Linked DNA regions of Rattus norvegicus: region 1 is linked to region 2. The links are chromatin contacts, called in public Hi-C maps. All regions are on one chromosome and are shown on one strand. Each heading gives the region's core, a stretch centred on a gene start, on an enhancer-like site or on the middle of the called end of the contact. The rest is flanking DNA. Distances are from core to core; before and after follow the strand shown. Region 1 overlaps Brsk1 (BR serine/threonine kinase 1). Region 2 holds the start of Ube2s (ubiquitin-conjugating enzyme E2S).

The links. A called contact is a pair of places that touch in the nucleus more often than the background predicts.
Region 1: a contact with region 2 is called in a Hi-C map of liver, with 7 times the contacts expected there. The contact joins the enhancer-like site here to the promoter of Ube2s in region 2. A contact is called at or near these places in 10 of 12 Hi-C or Micro-C datasets (the A7r5 cell line, the Rat2 cell line, Schwann cells and 6 more).

What each region holds. Positions count from the first base shown.
Region 1 is chr1:78,168,264-78,175,003 of GRCr8, forward strand. It overlaps Brsk1 (BR serine/threonine kinase 1), which reads right to left. Exons shown (of 19, transcript NM_001127337.1): 8 at 6,698-6,740; 9 at 6,206-6,237; 10 at 5,655-5,825; 11 at 4,719-4,816; 12 at 4,349-4,508; 13 at 4,119-4,179; 14 at 3,374-3,743; 15 at 2,921-2,969; 16 at 2,699-2,822; 17 at 1,539-1,737; 18 at 179-268. Among named protein-coding and RNA genes, the nearest start is that of Brsk1, 17 kb to the right of the region's middle. Within about 2 kb of position 3,863, at least 6 of the 93 cell types and tissues checked have an H3K27ac peak or open chromatin away from gene starts, as enhancers often do. A contact at or near this core is called in liver, where this site is marked.
Region 2 is chr1:78,054,616-78,061,187 of GRCr8, forward strand. Ube2s (ubiquitin-conjugating enzyme E2S) reads left to right here and starts at 3,044. Exons shown (of 4, transcript NM_001106224.2): 1 at 3,044-3,178; 2 at 3,778-3,925; 3 at 4,751-4,941. The coding sequence starts at 3,176. It overlaps LOC134482885 (a long non-coding RNA gene), which reads right to left and starts at 2,746. Exons shown (of 2, transcript XR_010059564.1): 1 at 2,609-2,746.

The DNA of each region.
Region 1 (6,740 bases), core at 2,613-5,112, 110 kb after region 2:
GAAATTCCTTTCTTTGACCCCAGCCTCTTCGGGGAAAGCTATTCCCAACAGTACAGGGGAGACCTCAGCAAGACAGTAGCCAAAAGTCCAAAAAGTGGACCAGCCTAAGAGAAGCAGAGGGAGACTTGAGCTTGCACTGGTCACCCTGGATGTGTGCCCTCACACATCTGTCACCTACCTGCCAAGGCCTGCACGGAGGGCTGGTCATGAGTACTCAGCAACTGTGCCTGGATGGTCTCTACCACACGCTTGAACCGACGGCTAGGACCTGAGATAAGATGGGCAATCAGGAAACACAGTGACTGAGAGTTGGAGCAGGCAAGGTCCCTCCATAAGCAAGACTGTCCTCCTTTCGGGTTAATTTTCCTGACTCTGTTGGGACCCACATCAATAACTGGTTCTCCAGATGGATCTTGTCCTTAAGGAATACTTTTGCACCCAGACATCTTCATTTGATTATAGCAATAGGTGTTGGCTTCAATTTAAAATAGATGTTGTCGCTCATTTAACTTTCCTTAAGGATGTGGGGGGCCGGGTTAAAAAAACACGTGAGGGGCTGGAGAGATGACTCAGTGTGCAAGGGCACTGGTCACTCTTCCAGAGGGCTTGAGTTTGATTCTTAGCACCCACACGGTGGCTCACAACTACCTGTAACTCCAGCCCCAGGAAATCTGATACCTTTTTATGGTACACATGTCATGCACAGACATTCATGCAGAAAAAATACCCATACATATAAAATAAACATTTTTTAACATAGAAAAATAAGTGAGAGAAACAAACAAACAAAAGACAAACAAAAAACATCAAAAACAAACAAACAAAACCCCCAACCTAAAACAACAAAAATCTTGGCTGGCAGAATGGTTCAATGGGTAAAAGTATTTGTTGTCAAGTCTTACAACCTGAGTTCAATCCCAGGGGCCCACACAGTTGGAGAGAACTGATTCCCCAAAACTGTCCTTTGACCGCCACGTGATTACTGTGTCACACACACACATTGCAGCCTGATTTAGAAACTCTTAGAGTAAACTCACCTCCTGATCATAACATATTAAAATTGGTTACCAGTAACCAAGAATTGGAAAAAAAACTTATCTCTGCAGTTTTTCCTCTCTCAGGCTAACTCTTGATTGGTCATGGCTGCCTAGAGTTAAAATTCCGAGGCTACAGCTCAGCTGAGTGCAGGAAGAACTCCATGGATAGACTGGTGATGTCTGCTCTGGGTAGGGCCCTGATGCTTGAGGCTAGCATGCTCACTCTTCTATTAGAAGATGGAGATGAAAAGGTAGCAAGAAGCACTCTGTGGTTTTGTTCCCTTTGTGAAATGAGTGATCCCTGATACCCATGAACTATTTTCAAAATACATGTGATGGAAAGACTGGGAAAGGAAAGTGTGTGTGTTGTATGTGTGTTAGGGACAGGGGCACCCACAGAACCAGAGCATTCTGTGCTGATTCCCCTTCTTGCTGCCTTCCTGTGCTGAGATCCTATTTTAGAGATCCCGTTTACCCCAAAGCTGGTCAAGAGGAACTCACCGGAGATGAGAGTGAAGGTGACTGAGTAGATGCCACCTCCACTGCTACCATCTCTTCGGGGTGAGGGTTCTGGACCCTCAGAGGAGCTGATGTCCACCTGGAAGCGGACAGGCTTCTGGAAGACAGAGGGGCCACCGCTGGCCTTGTATTCGGCCCTGAAGCTGGTCTGTGACAGCACACTGTGACTCAGGCTAGGGATCTAGAAGGTAAGAATATAAATAAGGATGAGGTAAATCTAAGGAACAGATGACTGTTCTACACCTGGCTCTGGACAAGGAACAAGGCCCATCACAATGGTAATGGTAAGAGATAACAAAGTAGGCCTTGGGAGGACCCACTGCCCACTGCCTCACCTTCTACAGTTCCTCTGCCCTATGATCAGAAGAATGAATCCTAAATTCATGTGGTCTTTCCTTTCCTCCACAAGTCACATGTCTTAGTAACTGAAAATTCCAAAAGGGCTATGACTGGTAGTAAGTAGGAAGCGTTAAGGTTCATAGAGAAAGTTTTCTCCTCAGATCTTTTGGCATGGCATGGTGACTCGCTCATTTTTCATTGGTACTCAGGAACCTGTTAAACGTTTATTTATTTATAATGTATACATCATACAGTTTTCTGCCTGCATGTACTCCTGCAGGCCAGAAGAGGGCACCAGATCTGATTATAGATAGTTGTGAGCCACCATGTGGTTGCTGGGAATTGAACTCAGGACCTCTGGAAGAGCAGACAGTGCTCTTAACCTCTGAGCCATCTTTCCAGCCCTGTTATTTAGGTTCTTTTTTTTTTTTTAAAAGGATTTATTTTATTTTATTTGAGTACACTGTAGCCGTCTTCAGACACACCAGAAGAGGGCATCAGATCCCATTACAGATGGTCGTGAGCCACCATGTGGTTGCTGGGATTTGAACTCAGGACCCCTGGAAGAGCAGCCAGTGCTCTTAACCTCTGAGCCATCTCTCCAGCCCCCGTTATTTAGGTTCTTTATTCACTGCTTTTAGGCTGTGGGCCCAATCATCTGTTCCTGCCTCCCTGTGCCATAGTAACCAAGTCCACCTCTTGCTGGAAAACTACAAATCCCATGAATCTCAGAAGTAAGTCAGGCCAGGGATAGTGTTAGGGTGGTGTAGCTTTGCGGTCAATAGGGATGCCAGGACTCTCACCGACAGAAAGGCATGGACAATGTCCGCTTTGATGCTGCTGAGAGGTTTGTCCTTTAGCACGAGGAATATTTGTTCTTCTTTGTCCAAGGAGATGAAATTCCCGAACCAGGAGCGTTTTGCCAGCCTGGGTGGAAGGGGACAGATAGAAGGAGGAGGGTCAAGAAGACACTAAGAGACAAGTCCCCTTGGTTCCCACTTAGTTCCTTCCCTTGTTGAACTCACTCTGGAGAGGATTCTGGTGTCAAACTGGACATCTCCTCAGCGGTAGGGACTAGTTTGGGAGAGGAGAGAGTAGTCAGCACTTACTTATTATTTATCATCCAGCACCCTGTGGGTTCAGTCATCTCCCAAATGGCAAACCCTAACTCCAGTAGTCTGATCTAGTCCTTCAGGATAGGCAGTGGTGCTACCAGGGTGGATACTAAGTCCCTATGGACCAATGAGTAGGCAACCAAGAAGAGTACACTGTGGCAGGACATGTTCCCATGTCCCTCCAGCCCCCAAACCTGTCTCTCTCCAAACTTTATCATCGGTATTCGTGTTGGGACTTGGGAAGCAGGCTCTTTCCTAAAGACCCCCAAGAAATTTCCCGTATGACAAGACGTTTAGCCCCTCCTAACCACATTAGAATCCAGCAGTTGCCAAACCCAGACCAGCATCTGCTGAGACCCTTACCCTGCATCTTGCGCCGGTGGAAGCGAGGGGAGCCCAGGAAGCTGTTGCGGATGGAGTTGAGACGACTTCTCCAGGCGGCTCCCCCGACGCCACCGCCTGGGCTGGGAGGTGGTGTAGTTCCTGGAGTCCCGGTAGGGCTGGCTCGAGGCGTGTGCAGAGGTGAGTGCAAGGGGGTTCCGCCGGAGGAGCGCGGGGAGCCTGGTGGTCCAGGCAAGGGCGTGGAACGGGCACTGGGAGGTGGTGGCTGCTCTCCAGCGCCCCCACCTCTGGGGCCCCGAGAAGGCAGCGTCTGTGTTTTGGAAGTTGGGGAGCCTCCACCTCTAGCCTCATCTCCAACGCCTGGCTCCGGTGAGAAGGAAAAGACCGGACTCTGTAGACAAGTAGGACCTAGTGAGAATTCGGACTTCAACTTCCCGGAGGGAATTGTGTTTGGGAGTATTACTAGCACAGACTCGCTGGGGAGGACTGCAAGACATGCTGGGAGTTGTAGTTCAATCAGCCCCACCCACGCTCTGGATTTGAGGCACATGCACTGTCTCCAACCAACCCACTAAGGCTGCCAAGCAGAGACTGGCATGCTGAAGGTACTCAAAGAACTTCTGATAAATGATTAAAACCCCCCAGGCATATACAAACCCAACCCTGAGAAGAAAAAATGGTGTCTTTGACACTTCTTGGGCAAGAATGTCTCATGGAACTGTATTTTCTGTTGATTTCTCTTAATTCTTTGAGGGTCTAGTCTTACCCTTGGGCTGCTTAGAGGGCTGGAGGACAGACCAGTGGATGCTCCACTGACGCTGCGGGATCTGTTTACAGGGTTAAAAAAAATTATCTGAGAGTGTTTCAGAAGGTTCAGCTGTTTCTCCATTTCCATGTCCTCCCAGATGAGGGACCAGGCACAGGAGGTTGCAATGCTCTGCTCCCTCTATATTCTGGGACTGAAGATTCTTCCAGAGGGGACAGCCTCTCTCTCACCTCTGACTGTGCTGGGCCATCTCCAAGGCCCTTCTGGTAGGCACTGGAGAGCCACCACTCCCAGCATCTGTGATGCTGAGGACTTCCATGGACTTCCGCTCTGGCCTCCGTTTCCCGTGTCTGCTCAGCATGGGGGAATCCACACGCTTCCGAGGTGGGTCTGAGGGAGAGTTAGTCACCCACCCAGTAGGTAAGTTTGCCCAGGTATACACAGAATATATATGACTGCCTTGTAAACAGATGGGGAAACTAAGACCCAGAGCAGAGAGAGGTTCTCATGTCTAGTTGTCTAAACATAGACTTCCAGGGCCTACAGCATCCTCCTCCCTCAGGAATCCTAGGATCTGGACTGCCCTATCTGTCTTCTTACCAACATCATTCCGAGGAGGCAGGTCCTGGTCTTCACAGCTAGGGTACCGCTCTTTCCGATCCAAAAGCAAATAATAGATCATCTTTTCTTGGTTTTCCCTAAGACAGGGAAGAGGGAGGCGGTTAAGGGAGGACCGAGGTCAGCAACAGTACCCAGGGCTGGAGAGATGGATAAAGGTGCTTGCTACTAAAGTTTGATCCCTGGGACCCACATGGTGGAGAGAGAGGACCAAGCTCCTGCCAAGTTATCCTCTGGTCTTTACACCCTCCTCCCATACATAATTAAAAGCAATGAAAAACAAAACAACCATGTAAATGAGGAAGTTTGTATCTGAATAAGACCTCCTCTTCCTTCCTCCTCCCCTCCCTCCTCCCCTCCCTCCTCCCCTCCCTCCTCCCCTCCCTCTCTCCTTCTCTCCCTCCCTCTTCTCTCCCTCCCTGCCATCTGCTGTGGCTCTTCCAGCTCAGGCCACCTCATAGATCTGCCCCCATATCCAAGGGCACAAGTGCAGGCCTTCTCCCGTGGACCAAGGAGCCCAGACCCCCGTCCTTCTCCTTTAGACTTTCGAGCCCACTGCACCACAGTCCCTCCAGTCCAAGCCCCTAGCTGTCCTCCCTCAGACACAGGTGTTCAGGTCTTATTTCTCTTTTTGGACCCAGAATGTAATTTTTTCACATAAGCCAACATAGTTGGCTTCCTATGGTCCAATGTACATCACGACTTAAGTACTTATTAAGTTCTAAGTAACGAAGACACCATCCATGCCTGTCTCAGCATTAATACTTTCTCTGAGTATTTCCAGACTGCAATTGCTCCCTAAATTTTGTCCCTAAAAGTGGATGCAGCTCGCCCCCTTCAGGCTACATAGGGAACTGCCACAACCCATTCATCCAGTATAGTGGGGGCACTGCTGAAAAGGATTTTAGGAGCTCTTACTCCTCACTTCGCAGTTCTCTGTGTAGCCGCTCGCGGTCTCTGAAGCAGCCCAGAGACGCCATGCTTTCCAGAACGTCAGGGTCCAGCTCGCCATTGGAAGGCAGGCTCCGCATAGCTACTCTGCGGCCTGGGGCTGGCTCCAGGCAAGGGTCTGGTTCGTGTTTCCCGCCCCTGGAATGGTGCAGGAACAAATGCTTTGGAGAAAATAGCATCTGAAATAGAGCCTTTATCATCCTAGGTTTATGTCCTATGCCCAGACTACTCATCCCAGGATCTGGAGATTCTGGCTCTCCAGCTTTACTTCCTTAGACTCAGGGGGTCCAGTTCTCTGACTCAAGAGTGCTGGATTCTCCACACCCGCCTCTGGTCTCCACACCCTGGCCTCTTTTTAGCTTTGTCCTCTGCCTGTACTCTGAAGTTTCAGACTGTAGTTCCCTCCATCCCACCCCACCATCAGGAACATGGCATCCCACCCTCCACCTTTCTCTCTATTCTGACCCCAGTGCCCTACCTCCCGCAGGTACCCAACTGCTCAATTCCCTCCTACTCACAGATACCAAGGATGTTTCTGAATTTGCTCCAGCTGTGAAGGGGTGGGTCACAGAGAAGCAGAAATTAGGTCATATACAAACAGAGGGTGAGCAATTAAGTAAAATTGATTAGCATTGGCTCTGGGAGGTCACTGACCCATCATTTCCCAATCTGAGGCAGAGTGATATCATGTCTGCCCCTAGTGGTGGTAAAGCACCTGTAGACTGACCATTTTTAAGAGACACCCCCCCTTCCCCCGTAGCAGTTTCCTGCATGCACAGTGCCAGCATTTTCAACCCCTGCCTCAACTCTCAACCCGCCGTGCCCAAGGCCTGAGATCCCTGGTCTAACTTGGGAATGATTGTCTAGTTTTTAGGTTTTACTGGTTCTTGGGCTTGTCACTTAACCGACAAACTCAGTCAATCCCAGGATTTACAGGCAGGCCCAGGAAGCTCTCTTAGGATTCTGCCATCTCAGGAACATTTCTCTTCCACCAGTTCCTCCCTGCTTACACTGAGCCTTTTCTCGGGCTCCACTTCAATCATCCCTCTCAGG
Region 2 (6,572 bases), core at 1,794-4,293:
AGAGTCTAGGCAGCTGCTCTACCACTGAGTCATCACTCCAATTCATATCTTTTCACTTTGGTCCTCTGAACACTATTTTTTTTTTTTTTTTTTTTTAGTTTTGATGAAGTCGAATTTATTTCTTTTTCTTTTGCTGTTTTTGGCAGTAGGTGTAAGAAACCATTGCTTAATCCAAAGTCATAAATAGTTACCCCTATGTAATTTTGTTTCGTTTGATTACTAGTAATGATGGAGTCAAAAAGGATTGGTTAGCTCCATCAACTTGAGGCCTGTAGTTCATCTCCATCCCAGGAGAAAACCTTAAGGCAAGAATCTGTAAAATAAGGGGACTGGACTGTGATTACTCTAAAAACAGTGAGACCTGGGAGAATGGAACTAATAAATCAGGCAGACTAAAGTTTCAGGCAATAGCCACCTTTATTCATTGCCTCAGACAATTTATACCAGTGGTTCTCAACCTTCCTAGTGCTGAAACCCTTTAACACAGTTCCTTAGGTTGTGGTGACCTCCAATCACAAAATATTTTCATTGCTACTTCGTACTGTAGTTTTGTTACCGTTATGATATGTCATAATGTAGGTATCTGTGTTTTCCAGTGGTCTTAGGCAGCCCCCGTAAAAGGGTTGTTCAACCCCCGACTCAAAGGAATCAAGACCCACATGTTGAGAAATGGTGATTTATATACTCTGAAGGTTAAGAAAGGTTACAGGAGTAAAGGTTTCATGAGTTCAGGCTGTGTACAATCACAAGAACAAGTCATGCAAAACAAAAACCTGTTTTCCACAGAGCCATATAAAAGACAGTTTAAACCTGTTCTCCATAGAGGCATATAAAAGACAGTTTAAACATTTGAGTAACATCAGCAACCAATAGGGGTAATCTGAAGCAAATTCACTCCAAGCTGCTACATCTGGGAGAAACACAGGACTACAAAAACACATTCCAAAAACAATTCCATGTTTTGATGAAATAGAAGTCACAAGACTCTTATCTTTTCTTGGAGTGTTCTCACAAGCACTCAGAATTCTCCTGGCATGATTCCATTCCTGAACCCTGTTCTGACATAGAACAAATAGGTTGGTGGTTAAGAACATTGTTGCTCTTTTTTTTTTTTTTTTTTTTTGGTTCTTTTTTTTTTTTTTTTCGGAGCTGGGGACCGAACCCAGGGCCTTGCGCTTCCTAGGCAAGCGCTCTACCACTGAGCTAAATCCCCAGCCCCTGAACATTGTTGCTCTTACAGAGGACCTGAGTTCAGTTCCCAATATCCACATGGTGGTTCAAACTATCAGTAACTCCAGTTCCAGAGGATCTGATACTCTCTTCTGAACTCCCTGGGCACCAGGTATGCATACTGTGTACCTACATATATACAGGCAAAACACCGATATGCTCATAATAAATAAAATAAAAAATAGGTGAATGAAAACAGGTTTCCTAAGAATTATGGCCAGATCTTGTCAGGAAAGAGGGTTTTTAGTTTCTTTCTGCTTTCCCTCTAGCAAAGCTACCATTTTACAGAAAATAAGAAACAAGACTCAGGAAACGTACTTCTGCAGATTTAGCTGTGAGATAGGTTGTCAGAACTGAAATCTCTTCCTGGGAGATGAAGTCCTACTGTTCTGAGGTCAAAGCTTCAGTTTGTTCTCTCCCCAGCATGGGATTCCTGGAGATAGTTTAATTCTCTCTAGATCTCTGCCATGCTGTCACAATTGGATTAACACTTCATGGTTATTAAGAGTCACTGGGAGTATATGTAAGGACAGGTCCAGGAGGTTAAGGGTGAGGGAAGAGATGACCTCAATGTGGACAGCACTATCCCATACACTAGGGGACGGATATAAAAGTTATGAGTCAAGGGTGTGGTGGCATATACTTTTAATCTCAGCACTCAGGAAGATGATCTCTGTGAGTTCAGGTCAGCCTGGTCTATAACTCGAGTTTCAGGAAGGACAGTCAGGCCTGCACAGAACAACCCTGTCTTGAAAAGCCCAAACAAAACAAAGCAACCCCACCCACCCCACTCCGCCTCCCTAAAAAAGGACTTCCAGGCCAGTTATGGCTAAATAATGAAATTCTCTCAAAAACGTAACAGAAGTGTATAGGATCTAGATGCCAGTCATAAAAGCCCTCAATAAGAACGTGGGACGTCCCTGGCTTCTTCCTCTGGCATCCCTAAGAATCCCAGAGTTTACTAGCCACTAAAGAAACTTAAGGGTGGCAAAGGTCACAAATCATATGCTAGAGGACCAGGAAGTCCAAGCCCTCAGAGTCATCCAACCTGATTTTCTGAGGGCTGCCTAACACAAAACAGGAGCACAGAACAAAATGGCGCCACATAGACAAATACACACAGACTTCCGCCTTTCCATAGCTTCCAGGCGAGGTCGCCCGCCTCCCAGAATAATATTTGCATACACAAAAGAAATTTAGACATTTCATTGGTCAAGGGTGGAGTCTATCACGCTGAGCTGGCTTCCCATTAGTAGCTCTCCATTTCTACCCGCCCCACGAGTCCAGACGCCCCACTTTATTGGTCAAAGACCCTTCCGTCACTCCTTTAACCCTTCCAGTCCCGCCTTCCCTCGCCCTGCCCCTTCCTCTAGCTAACCGTTAGTTGCGTGCGCGTCTTTCTCCATGCAGGAGCGCGCGCGCACGCCAAGTCGTGGCGGCGTCTCATTCAAACGGTCCAATCAGCGGCCGCGTCGCCTCTGCGGGTTTTTTTTTCCCCCCTTTCTCTCTGCTCGGGGTTTTTAGCCGCTTGGTTTCCTCAGGTCTACTCTTCTGCTGGCGCGAGCCCTCATTGGATAACCCTCTTCACAAACTTGGTTCGAACTTCTGCTCCTATTCTGAGAAGAGCCGGGGGGAGGGGGAGGAAAGCGCATTGACCGCCAAGCAACGTGCGCGTTGACGTAGCAGCCCAGACGTGCCGTGAAGGGCGGGGCCTGCGGGTAGCTATAAAAGTGCGGTGTTGGGCGCGCGGCCGGCTCAGTACGGACGGGCAGACGTAACGTTGCGTGCGTTTTGTAGCGGGCGTCGGAGTTAGTGGGGAGCGGAGCGGGCCCTCGGGGGCCTCGCTAGGGCCACAGCGGCCGGCAGTTGGGCCCCCCGCCCCGGCCGGCGGTCCGAGGAGTGCAGGAAGGGGGCCGGGGGGACCCGCCCCCGGCCTGTTGAAGTCATGGTGAGTGAAGCGGGAGGCCTGAGGGGCGGTTGGGGACTCTGGCAGAAGAGGCGACTGCGGCGTCCCAAGTGTTTTTTGGCCAGCTTCTGAGTGCTTTGGTGGCAGGGCTGGAGGTCCAGAGCCAGGAGTCGGCCCCAGGGCCTTTCTACAGACGATGAAGGAGCCCAGGAGGCCCTCAGAATCTTGGGGAGGGCTTTGGGTGCCTTGCGGCCCGCCCATGGGTGTTTTCAGGATCAAGACATCCCGCCGCCATTTCGCCCAGGCTTTTTCTTTCTTGATTTTTTTGGGGGGATTGGTGGGGGTATTTCAAGGCTAAGTAGGGGAAGGGCTCCGGTTAGGCCTTAGGCCACCTAGAACCAGTGGTGGACCCATGCGCGTCGTAACGAGCGGTTTTGAGAGGTTCGGGCACGATGAGCCACGTAGAAGCCTTTTCTGAAACAACGTCGTGTTTCTTTGGGGGCAACGGCCAGAAGCACCCTAGGTCTACTTGACTGGCAGTGATTGACATCCTCGTACCTATAAAGTATGGATTCTGGTATCCAGCATCCTTAATCCCAGATATTTCGGGCTGCTCACTCTCCTTTTCCTTCCGCGCCTAGAACTCCAATGTAGAGAATCTCCCTCCCCACATCATCCGCCTAGTGTACAAGGAGGTGACAACACTGACAGCAGATCCACCCGATGGCATTAAAGTCTTCCCCAATGAGGAGGATCTCACCGACCTGCAGGTTACAATCGAGGGCCCTGGTGAGTGTGGGCACGGAAGGGAGGGGCCACTTGACTGGATTTCTTCTGTCTTCTGTTGTGTGGCTGTGGAACAAACAGGATTCAACCTCTTGGGTGCTGGTAACAAAGTGTGGACTTTTGCTTAGGCTTGGATTAAAGCTGTCCCAAGTGTGACTTTCTAGAGACCTGCGGATGCATATAAATTAAGCAGAAATAGAAAGTGTACCGATCACCTGTCAAGCGTTAGGGCAAACGAGACTAAATGAAAACGCATTGTGAAGGAAAACAGGTGGTAATAAACTGATTCCATGTATTAAGTAAGCCACTTAGGTTTTTCAGACCTAATTTTTCAACTGAATTTATACAAAGTCAGCTAAAAATCAGTTTCAAAATCAAGTGTCTGGTCTGTTAGTGCTAGGGGTGTGGAAGATGTCTACCTGGTCTGCTGTTAGCTAGTATAGCTACTGCTGGTGGGCAGATCATCTGTGATTACCACTTTTGACCCAAGCAAGTAGGTAAAAGAAAACATACCTCATGAGGTTGTGGAAAAGCTTGGGAAATGGTTAGCCGGAAAAGTTGGTGAGTTGGGTTTCTTTATCCTGTAGAGTGGCAAAACTGATATCCAGGAACTGGATGTATGGACTATAGGATGAGGCATGTGATATAGTCAAGTTATAGCAAGATGTCACTTATAGTACCTAGAAAACTTCTTTGTTGCCCTAAATTTCCCCAGCCTGGTGGAGGGATTGACAGACTATCTGCCTTAGCCAGACCCAAAAAAACTGGTCTTTGCAATGTTGAAGGACGTTAGGATATACTAAAGCAGTCCCTTTGTGTCTTCTCCAGAAGGGACCCCCTATGCTGGAGGTCTGTTCCGTATGAAGCTCCTACTAGGGAAGGACTTCCCTGCCTCCCCACCCAAGGGCTACTTCCTGACTAAAATCTTCCACCCAAATGTGGGCCCCAATGGTGAGATCTGTGTCAACGTGCTCAAGAGGGACTGGACTGCTGAGTTGGGCATACGACATGTGCTGCTGGTGAGTTTCTGCCACAGTACTTTGTCTAGTTTTTAAAAATCAACTGTGGAATAGTAGTGGGCAGAATCAAATAGAAAGGAGCTTACCGGGGTTGGGGATTTAGCTCAGTGGTAGAGCTCTTGCTAGGTCCCAAGCTCCAAAAAAAAAAAGAAAGAAAGGAGCTTACCAGCCTTTCTGGAAAATAGTGGAAGGGTTGGCTTATGGCACTAAGTACTGTTCTGCAGTGTCGAGGCAGAGACCTTGACATTCAACAACTGTGGATTTGTATGATAGGGCGGTTTTGTAGAAGGTAGAGAGCAATGTGTGGTTTAGAGAGACTTATTTACATACCATAACTTTCGATTTAAAAGTGTATTTTAAAAGCCCAAACTGGACATGAACTTAACTCCAGCATGGCTATTACATTTTTGGGGGGGGGGGTCTTTTTTTTTCGGAGCTGGGGACCGAACCCAGGGCCTTGGGCTTCCTAGGTAAGTGCTCTACCACTGAGCTAAATCCCCAGCCGCTACATTTTTTTTTTTTTTTTGACCCAAGCAAGTGGGTTAATGAGAAAACTCCCGAGAGCTGGGTTTATAGGATTGTGCCACCCTACTCAGCTGAGTGTTTACCTGGGGCTGTGCCTGGGACATTTTGTGGGACACTATTCAGCATCTTCTATGTACAGGACTGTACCACCATTCTCCCTACTCAGTTGAAGTGGAGGTAACTGATCTAGGACAGTTCTCCAAGGTCTCTAAAGGCCACTTAAAGTAGTTAGGTCACCTGATACCACCTTTGTACCTCCCATAGGTTTTTTTTTTTTTTAAATTCCTAATGAGCCACTAGGGCTGATGGTTGTGAAGATAGAGGATTGGGGTTTCCTTCAGGGCACTTGGGAAGGATTAAGCTCTAAGGTAAACAACCCCAAAAATCTTTCCTGTTTTGCCTTCTTTCCTGGATGTTGGTTGGGCCTGGTTCTATCCAGAGTACTGGGAATGCTAGATGGCTATTGGCTGTGCTTTGGGGGGGCTGTTAAAAAGAGGGGCCTCTAGTTTGGAGGTACACGTGTAAAAGTTGAGATCCATATTCCTTTTCAGCATTGGTAACATCTGCTGACTTGGCTGCTCTGTATGTGTCAGAAGCTCATAGAAGTGTCTGTTAATCAACTTAGCTCAGGACTTTTTTATTCATGGAGCCTTCTGAACTAACATTAGAATGATATGAATTGGATGGATATATCATTTAAGACCTGTGGTCAGTGGCTCCAAACTTGGCATTCCTGGTAAAGCCAATGATCACTTTTGGGTTTCTGCACCTTGCATAGTAGTATGAAACACATAGGAAAACCAAATATAAATTCTCCAATCCTAAAATGCCCTTGAGTAATTTCCCACCTGATGAGGACCTCTGAACTTATGTTCACCTGTTAGAGACAAGGTCAGAGCCACATTAGCTACAGAAAACTGGCTGGAGCACATAATGAGCTTCCTTAGAGAAGGGCCTCTGGCAATATCAGGCTGCACTGCACTTACGTGGCATCAGTCCCTGAACTGTTTGTAGTAACAGGAAAGCAACCTGAGGGTGATTTAAATGAATAAGGATGCTAGCAGACTAGTCCTGATTATGAAGGAGCTGATTTGGGAGTAAAGAGC